Regions from separate parts of the Sus scrofa genome. Here region 2 is linked to region 1. A link is a contact called in public promoter capture Hi-C data. All regions are on one chromosome and are shown on one strand. Each heading gives the region's core, a stretch centred on a gene start, on an enhancer-like site or on the middle of the called end of the contact. The rest is flanking DNA. Distances are from core to core; before and after follow the strand shown. Region 1 holds the start of UBXN8 (UBX domain protein 8). Region 2 holds the start of RBPMS (RNA-binding protein with multiple splicing).

Region 1 (5,032 bases), core at 1,821-4,320:
CTCTGCTGTGGCCCTAAAAAGACAAAAAAAAAAAGAAAGGAGGAAAGAAAGAAAGAAAACAAGTAGCTCTACTTGTTAAATAAGAAAAATGTGAAATTTATGTCTTAAGAATGTTAATAAAGGAGTTCTCTTGTGGCACAGTGGGTTAAGGATCCAATTCTGTCATCGCAGCGGCTGGGCTCGGGGCTGTGGAGGCAGGTTCAATCCCGAGGCCAGGAAATTCCACATGCCATGGGCACAACCAAAAAAAAAGAAAGAAAGAAAAAAAACCAATATTTATAATAGAGTATGGCTTAATATAAACTATCAAGATTTAAAAATCCCTTCTTATTTAATACCTAAGGGTATTCCAAAAGACTTTATTGTGAGAACTGAGATGTATAGCCATAGCTTAATTATCATTAAAAACTATGACATGATGGAGTTCCCTTTTGGCATAGCAGGTTGAGGATCTGCAGCAGCTGGGGGTTGCTGCTATGGCATGTGGAAGTCCCTGGCCTGGGAACTTCCACATGCCACAGGTGCAGCCAAAAAAACAAAAACAAACAAAACTGCTTGATCTTACCTCAATCAACATGACTTTATTATTTGTTTTAGGGTATTCTTACCAACGAGGATAGGCTATAAATCAGTATGTTTCTTCATTGTTAGCTTTAGAAACTTCCTGAAAATCCATTTATCTGAACAACAGGTTGCTCATCCTCTCCAGGCACTGAGAAGTTGGATTGATCACACAACTGGGCAAATCACCTTATCAAAAAGGGACCACACCTGCCTTCAAGTCCCACCTCTTGCTGCATCCACCATCCCTAAACTATTATACCACACACTATGTCTAATCCCAACCAATGACATCCCCACATCGAAAAGGCCACCTAAAACTATTCCAGTGGAGACTCCAAAAAGCCTATAAAAATCACTCTTGACTTCCCCTCTGAGACACTACAAAGATTTTGTCACAAAAGTGTTCTCCTTTAATGCAGTAAGTGGAAATTTGATTTTGCTTTAATAGGTTATTCTAATGGTCTTGGGTGTCGGGTGGAGGTTAAAAGTAGACAATTACAGTGAAGAGACTTCATAATCAATAAAGTTTTGGGAAATGTTTATGGCCCTAAGCAAATCTAGAGTATGTGGGAGCCTCTACTTTACTGTCCTGATAGAGATTTATTGGTGCCATCAACAGATTCAATTAGGAATATAAAAAGAGGAAGAAAAATACCTAAAGGAGGAAATCATACCAAAATGAAGATGGTAACCGCTGTAGAACTCTTTCCTGTCTTCATGTGGACAGCAAATGAAAACGTTTTAATGAGTCAATGTAATTAATTGTTTAATTGGTATGTCACATAATTTATAGTACTTTACCCAGATCGATTTTGAGATTGTGCACTCATAGTCTGCACCTTGAATTCTAGGATAACGTTCTTAGCCTATATACCAAGCCAAGCTCCCTTGGTCCTGGCTCCAACCTACTTCTACACTCTTCCATTCAAAGTTGAAATTGCAATATTTTAACTGTTGGTAGTTCCTCTACATTCATAGTTTGTCAAACTTCAAATCTCTTGCCCTTTTCCCCAATTCCTAACCTTTACAAAATAATTTAGACACGATTTCCTTTGGGAAAGCCTTTCCCCAAGCCCTCACTTGGGTACATAGCTCCCTGTGTACCTCTCACAGCACACAAGCGCTGTATTTTTCTCTTTACAGGGCTGTCTTTCCCACGAACTGAGTTTCTCAAGGACAAAACTTACACATACTTGAGTCTCTATGAGTTCTACAGTGCCAGGCAAATTGTGGAGCTAAATAAATGTTAGCTGAACTAAACTGAAGGGTGAGGCAGAACTGATGGAAGGGTCACAAAACCAACTTTCAAAGCACGAAAACTTTTATTTTATTTTAGGGCTGCGTCCCAGGCATATGGAAGTTCCCACGCTAGGGGTCCAATTGGAGCTACAGCTGCTGGCCTACACCACAGCCACAGCAACGCAGGATCCCAGCCAGGTCTGCGACCTACACCAAAGCTCAAGGGAAGGCTGGATTCCTGACCCACTGAGTGAGGCCAGGGATCAGAACCAGATACTAGTCGGATTATGATGGCAACTCCCACGAAATCTTTTTTTTTTTGTCTTTTTGCTATTTCTTTGGGCCGCTTCTGCAGCATATGGAGGTTCCCAGGCTAGGGGTCTAATCGGAGCGGATCCGAGCCGCGTCTGCAACCTACACCACAGCTCAAGGCAACGCGGGATCGTTAACCCACTGAGCAAGGGCAGGGACCGAACCCGCAACTTCATGGTTCCTAGTCGGATTCGTTAACCACTGCGAAATCTCCCTCACGAAATCTTTTAAGAGATCTCTGTAGCTTACACGCATCGGGGTTGGCAGAAACGCCAAAGAGATGAGTCATAGGATGGCAATGAGGTCACAGAACTGGGAGGCCGTGTTAAGTCATTAACAGTAACACCTGCTAGCAAAACTGATAAGGAGCGGAGCAAGGGGTAGCGGGTCTCCATAATTAGGTGCCAGGCCTCACTTTTGAGTCATCTTCCCGTCGGAACCAGAGACCGAGGAAGGTGCCGGGGACCGTTTGGAAGATAAGGAAGGTTCTTCGGCAGAAAGTGGTGCTCAACAGCTCTGACTCAAAAGTCCACAATCACCCACTACAGACATAGGCCAAGGGCACAGGCTGCCTCCTTGTAGTATCAGCTGCCCCTATCCTTTCTCCTCTGTTTCATTTTACTCTTTAGAGTTCTTTCTTACAATCTCTACAGTCTGACAGCCGAAGGGGCAGGGGCTGCCCGCCTCGAAGGAGCCCAAGTTTTGCTTTCACAGGACTTGGCTGGGCGGGTGCCAGCGAGGCCGTCTCCCCTGGACCTCACGTGACGTCGGGAGGTGACCTACACTTGTTTTCAGGTTACAGATTATGAGTTCAAAAGCCTGGGTTTATCTCAGTCTCACCAACGAAACAGCTTTAGGGTCCAGCGCTTTCCTGGAATTCCTCCCTTAGAAAGGATCCACTCCACCTTCCAAGGGAGGCGTAATCAGAAGGGGCGGAGCTTCCGCCAGGAAGCAGCGCTTCCGCCGCTATGGTTTCTCTTGGGGTGGTTGGCATTTTCCTCCTCTCTGCTCTCCCCCTCTTGTGTCTGGAGCTCCGGCGTGGGGTCCCAGATCTAGGTAAGTGCTGGCTTTTGCCTCCTGGCGTTCACACCTGGTAACAGTCTCACGAACACTACGTGCAATTTCCCGGCCGCGTCTCCTCTGGGCGGCTTTGACTACGATGCCCAGGCTGCACCGCGCCTGCCTTCCTCTTCCCCCGCGGGGTTCCTGGTGGAGCGAGACTTTTGCCGTCCTGGGGAGGCAAACTCTTGGCGGAAAAGTGCCCCTCCAGATCTGGTGAAGTTTTGCGGGTAATGGGACAGAGGCCGAAAGCACAGGAGCAAGCATATACTTGACTTTCACATTGTGTTGAGTGCTCAAAAGGAAATAAACAAGCTGATGTAGGCCTTCTGAAGAATTTAAGAGACTTAAATGATAAGGAGCCACACGTTTGAAAAGCGAGGGCGGGAGGTGGAGGGAGCGGGATGACATTCCAGACAAAAGGAATTGTGACTTGAAGGAAAAGGATGAAGACCTTTGAGGCTGGATTAAAGAGACTAGTAGAGAGAGTGGCGCATGATAATAGCATTCATTGAACGCTTATTGTAAACTAGACTCTTAAGTCGTGGTTATTATCTCCTCTAAATTGGTTTACAAACTTTGAGGATGCGCACTGCTCTAACCTATTTTACAGTGGAAACAGATATAGGGAGGTTAAGGGACTTCCCTAAGGTTTTAAAAAGTCTGGATTCTTTGTGGACAAGTGTTTTGCAAGGAAGGTATAGCGGAAGCAGTGAGGCAAATTAGGTTTCTGTTGTTCTTGGCAGATTTGACTATAGGGTGTCTCTCTTCTCTCTCCCCTTTTTTTTTTCTTTTTTTCCTTTCTGGGGCTACACCTGTGGCTTTAGTAAGTTCTTGGGCTAGGGGTCAAATCGAAGGTACAGCAACTGTTGGCATACCTCTACCTGGTGTCTTTTGAGAATTATAAAATAAAACTAAAAATTCCTAGAGGATAGAAACCATTTTTATTCCAACTTCTTATCCAGGATCCCTCATCATTAACAAATTGTATTACACACAGTAGGTACTTGTTACATTTTTTGCTGATTAATTTTCATCTTGGCTCTCAAAATCATACAAAACCAAGTACTGAATTTTCCCTTTTTTGGGCAGATATGTATATAGTAATTTTATTTACAAATGACAGAATAAACATTGAGAACTAGAGAAGTACACAGTTGCATAACTTAACTGTGAGAAATAAGAATTTGTGTTCAGTGGGAGTGACTGATTTTAAATAGAATTTGATAAGATGATACATACCATCATGATTTAGTTCCCAATTAATGTGGATAATTTTCTTTCCTTCTTGGGGCAGAAGGAAAACCAAGATTTCTGCATTATTGATAGTCATATATTTATAATGTAGCCATTCACTTATATTCCTGAAAGATGTTCTAGAATCATTTTTTGAAAACTTGTTCTGGTAATGACAGTCGTGATGAATTTTGGCACCACAGGAAAATTATATGAAATATTATAAGACAGTTGCATACCTTAACTTTTATTATTATATTGTTCTGGTACAAATAATCTGCTAATATATTAGTACTTATTATTAGTTCCAAGAAAAATTGTTTTAAATTTTAATTGTAATTTTTTTAACCTTGTTAAGGAATCAAAGATCTTATTTTGCTATGTGGCCGGATTTTCTTACTGCTTGCTCTTCTTACATTAATTATTTCGGTGGCTACCTCATGGATTAACTCGTTTAAATCTACCCAAGTTTATCTGAAAGGTAAGTTTATAGTTTATGCTACTCTTTTAGAGTTTTCTACTGAAATTTCTTTCCTTTATTTATTCTAGAACTTGGCAAAATGAGAACTATTTTACCATTACTTTTTGCTGTGTAATTTCAAGGATAGTAGTCATTACTTTA
Region 2 (5,032 bases), core at 911-3,410, 360 kb before region 1:
CCTGGCTCAAAGACAAAGGAAGCAGATTCTGTCTGAGATTAAGCCACATTTCCTCGGGTGGGAGGAGGGAGGCTCTCCCCGCACCCTAGAATCACACAATATCCACCTACTCACAAATGGAGTCTGACAAGGACTACCAATCCCTGGGTCAATTGTTATTTTTCTTGGGCCTCTGCCAGGCTCCAGCAAGACAATGCCTTTCTGTGGAGTGTGTTCAGCAACAGGCAGAAATGGCCAAGGAGGGCAAAGTGCTGGCATTACTTGTCAGCACAGGGGCCCAAGACCACCACTCAGCCATTGCCCAGGAAGACAGTGCCCCCTTGTGGTTCCTCATATAACCGAGGGAGGAACTAGAAGAGGAAAAGGGCCATTTCAGTTTCCAGATTAACAGTACCCTGGCCTCTTCTGAAGGTCAATTGCAATTTCAATAGATTCTCAGTTTATTTTCATCCAGGGGACACTTTTTATTTTTTATTTTTTTCCGTAGAGAGAAATGACATCAGGACAGCAATGAACTCTCTTCATCAAAATCTCTCGACTTCCCCTCAACCCCAGAAAAATCCAATATGTAAATCCAAGGATCACTACTGGTTTTTCTCTTCGTCATGCTCTGAAAGCAAATATTTTCTTTGCTTTCTACAATTTGAACCAGGATCTCTGATGATGTTGCCTTGGAGTCGTCTGGGGTATCTCGTCTCCACCGACACCACTTTTAATGCCCTAAAAGCAGAAGCCTTATCTTCAATTTCTGCCGCCATCCCATCCCACTTCTAGGAGCACTTAAACCAGTTAAGGGTAAAGAATGTGGGGTGGGGGAGGGGCGGGGTCAAGACAAACAGTGAAGCAAGCAAGCTGATTAGAAATTGTGATTGGTGCGGTGCGGGGAGAGAATTCCTAGGAGTGAGAAGTGAGAGAGAGCCTACCGAAGTTTGGAGGTTTAAACTTAGGTGTTTGTAGCAGTCACTTGAGTGGAAAGCATAAATGACACCATATTGGAAAAGTTCTGGATGGCTCAGGAAAAATGGAAATTTCCTTCATAAAGCCAGTTTCCATGTATTGTAAACTTAACTGGGTCAGAATGGGTGCCAGGTGCTATAGTTTTATCTATCAACCGATAATCTCCTCTAATAGCAAACTCCTGGGCGATAAATAGAACTCCTAGTTCACAGAGAAGGAAACGGAAACCAAGGCAGTTCTTCCTTCCAAGCCTGGTGCGTAAACAAGCGTTGTGCACTGACCTAGATGCCGGGTCTCCCTTCGTCTCTAAGCTGCTCTGACCCTCTGAATATCTTGTCTTGTCCTCCAGCTTGTCTAGCAGTGAGGAACATTTCCCTCGGCCAACAAATATTTATTGAGTGCGTACTATACACCACGTAGCCTATTAAAAAAACCCAACAACCCAAACCAAACCCGTGGGATTTGAAAGGTAAAGAGGGCTGGGTCTTGCCTTCCAAGAAGGATCTCTTCAGGAGAGTAAGAGAGGCAGCCAGGTAAACAAATAATTCCAGGATAGTCAGATAAGGGCTCTAGAGGAGTCTGAACAGGGGCCAGCCGGTGCGGGGAGGCTGGAAAGGTTTTTGAGGACCCGGCGTCGGACGTGGGTCTGAGGCTGTGCCCTGAAAACGCTGGCCTGGAGTGGGCTGCCCCCGGATGTCACTCGATTTCTCGCATCCTGTCATTTCAAGCTGCCGACTAGGAGAGGTAGAACCAGGTCTAAGCTGGTATTGAAAAGGCGGGGTAGGGGTGCGAATGCCTCGTGAAGAGTAAAGGAGCAAAAGTGACAACTCACACTCCCCGGTCCCCGCGCGGGCAGGGCCGGGCTCCCCGAAGCCCCTCTTCAAGGGAGTGCAGCGCCCGGCTGGGCCACCGGGGCCCCCAGGGGCAGGGCAAACGGGGGACCTAACCTTTCTCCTCTCCCCTCTTCGGCCCTCGCCCAGCGACCTACCGCGGAGTCGGGGGCTCGGGTCGGTCGCTTCCGCCCGGCGCGCGCCATCCGGCCGCCTGGCAGCAGCCCTCCGCGCAGCCCCTCCTCCTGCGGGGGGCTTTGCCGTCCCGCGTCCCGTCCCTCCGGGCTCTAGCCTGCAGCCCACATCCAGGGAGGGCGGAGGGAGGAGGAGGAGGGGAGGGAGGAGAGAGGGGAGGAGGAAGGCAGGCGAGAGAAGGGGAGCTGCTTGGAGCCCGTACTTTCCAGAGCCAGCCAGGAGCGCGCACTCAGCGGCTCTCCGGGTCCCAGCCGCGCCCCGCTACCCCGCACCTCCTCCTCCTGCTCCTCTCCGGGTACCCCTCGCCCCCTCCTTCCAGCAGCTGCTACCTCGGGCGGCGGCTGCCCCCGAGCCTCTACTCAGCCACATCCCCAACTCTGGGCTCACTCCTGGGACGCGCGTCCTCGCCCCATCCTTTCTTCCTTCCTTCCCTCACGCCCGCCCGCCCTCTCCAGGTCTCCCTCCTGGGTCCCGATTGTCTCCGTCCCCTTCTCTGTCCGCCGGCGCCTAGCCCTGCCCCGTCCTCTCCCTCGCACTTCCTGAGTCGCCCGCCGCCGCAGTCTCGCCGCGGGACCCCGAGCCGGAGCCCCAGCCAAGCCGCCACAGCCCCGGCTCCAGCCCCCGCTGCCCGCGGCGCCCGGGGAAGGGAAAAGTGGGCGAGCTCGCCCTCGCCCAGCCCCGCGCCCCAACCCTGCCCGGCGAGGGAGGACCGGGAAGATGAACAACGGCGGCAAAGCCGAGAAGGAGAACACCCCGAACGAGGCCAACCTTCAGGAGGAAGAGGTACGGTGAGGTGGTGGGTACGGGCTGGGACGGCAGCCGCGGGTCTTTTCCAAAGTGCCGGCGGCTGGCGGGGCGCGGGTCCCCGGGCGCCGGGCTGCGCCGGGGAGGGGGCGCCGCGGTCGAGGGTTTGGGAATCGTCCTGGCTCCTTGAAGCAGCCCCAGGCTGTGGCCCGGGGAGAGTGTATCCTCACCGAGTGTGTTTTTGTGGGTCCACGCGCGTCTGTGTGCCTACAATTGCGTAACTTTGAGGACTTTCCTGAGACCTTTTGTAAGTATAATGCCCAGCTTTGTTTGCACCGGATTTTAAAAGCGGAATCGAGAGCTGACTCCTGGGTGACCTCAGATTATTGAGACCGGGAGGGTCAGCACTTAGTTCTGCGTCTGGGGCTGGAAGTTGTGGGGTGTGTTTGTGTGGTTTAAGGAAGAAACTCGGGGAAAGTTCTCCTTAAAAGACTCCTTCGGTTCCCTGCCCCCTCCCTTTCAACGTGAAAAGTTTCTTAGTGAAATATCTTTCCAGCTGAGGCATTTTGGATTAATAGATAACTCATCAGCCGCATTCTTCTCTGATGAGTCTAAGACCCCAACCTGAGTAATTAGGTTTTGTAAATTTAGGGGCGTTGCGGTTGTGGGGAACAGAAGACGAGAGTTTCAAACTTTGCAATTCATTAAGTGATCATCCAGGCTATTTTAATGGAACTTGAACGTCTGAGCGTAAATTTTGTGGTGGGTCTGTAACAAGGATAAAAATGTTGCAGCTGAGGAGCGTTCCTTTGGTAGAAAAAAAAAATTCAGTAAATGTAGAAGGGAACTCTAGAACAAACGTTCCAGAATTTTGTAGTTGAAATATTTGTGATAGCCTGTTCAGTGGCTCTGGTTCCTATAGGTACGTTGTCTGGAGTCCAGTAAACAATATTTTTCACCCTGTCTTTTAAAAGCCCACGAAATTGACTTCTTAAACATGCTAAAGGGAATTTTAGAGTGTATATAGATGCAAGAAAGTATGCAATCTAAATAATGACCTATAAAACATTCTTATAGGTATTGCATCCTAATGTATAAGGTTAACAGAAAGGCAAACTGATTCTAAAGCGCTAGGCTATTGATGATTATGGAGATACTACGTTGAGCGTAAAATAAAACTCTGATAGTGAAACCAAACACTAAGAATTTAATTAGTATATATAAGTCCTCAGCACTTTGTTCCCTTGTAAAGTGGGAACTATTTTTAAATGAGGGAGAGGGAGGAGAGCCCCTAAGACCATGCAAAACAATGCAAAATAAATAACAAAATGTTACAGTTTTTGGGTAGTGCGATGTAGGTGAATTGCTGTGAGCTGCAAGTTGCCTTCCCACCTAAGGAGATCACCTTTATTATAAACTATTATTTTGAAAAGCGTTGTTTTCTTGCCAGTTGTTTCTTAACTGCAAGTGATTGAATACTACTGACATTCCTTCTTTCTCAGAGATGGAGACTTGAATTGCAAGTTTCGCTTTTTTCTTGAGCCTTACTGCTTTGCTATTTTCCCTGCCACTGAAATAAAATTTTAAAAATAAGTTTGCTTTTTTTTTAAGTTGTTACAGTTAACTAACTCACCTAACACACCAAGATAATGACTGCTTCAGAAACCTTTCTATATCGCTTAAATTGACAATCTGTTGACTTCTAAGAGTAAGAATATATTATGTGAAACCATCTTTCTCCATTCACCTAATTGAGAACTTGCAAATGGGAAGTTAACCAGGTAAACCAAAGATTTTTTTTTCTTGGTTTGAATGTTCCCAAACCCTAATCTACTTGATAAGATTAAAGTCACATTTTTCTGCTTGACCCATCTCGGCCAAATTGCCGCCAGCCATGGCTGTAGTCTGTCCTATTGTCTTAATGTATGAGGTTGATTACAAGTAGAATTGCAAGTGATCTCGGTCCAATCAGTGCCTCTTACCTGTCCTGTTGCCTATTAGTGTTCCTTTTCAGGTGGGAATGGCAAGTATCAGTTTTAGCAAGATACTTTTTTATTTTAAAAATAAGATAGTGTAAAAGATTTCAAAACCCCCAGTTGTGCAAGAGGTGGTGTGTACAAAACAGATACACTGAAGAAAAGAGATTTTTACAATGTTAAAAATTCAGGAAAAGAAAGTGAGTTGGCCTGAATGAGCTAGGTAATTTTGCCCTGATTCCCTGTTTGGGGTTTCTGTTTTGTTTTTGAAAAGCTCCCAGCCTCTTTTTCCTAACCCTGAAAGCCACAAGTAAAATAAATATGGTATTT

What was found. Promoter capture Hi-C pulls out the DNA fragments that hold promoters and counts their contacts.
Region 2: a contact with region 1 is called in a promoter capture Hi-C map of fetal liver, with 2.1 times the contacts expected there. The contact joins the promoter of RBPMS here to the promoter of UBXN8 in region 1. A contact is called at or near these places in 1 of 5 promoter capture datasets (fetal liver) and 2 of 47 Hi-C or Micro-C datasets (embryonic fibroblasts and heart right ventricle).

Annotation. Positions count from the first base shown.
Region 1 is chr15:54,365,648-54,370,679 of Sscrofa11.1, reverse strand. UBXN8 (UBX domain protein 8) reads left to right here and starts at 3,070. Exons shown (of 8, transcript NM_001244745.1): 1 at 3,070-3,171; 2 at 4,769-4,891. The coding sequence starts at 3,084.
Region 2 is chr15:54,722,541-54,727,572 of Sscrofa11.1, reverse strand. It overlaps RBPMS (RNA-binding protein with multiple splicing), which reads left to right and starts at 2,160. Exons shown (of 9, transcript XM_021074872.1): 1 at 2,160-2,765. The coding sequence starts at 2,700.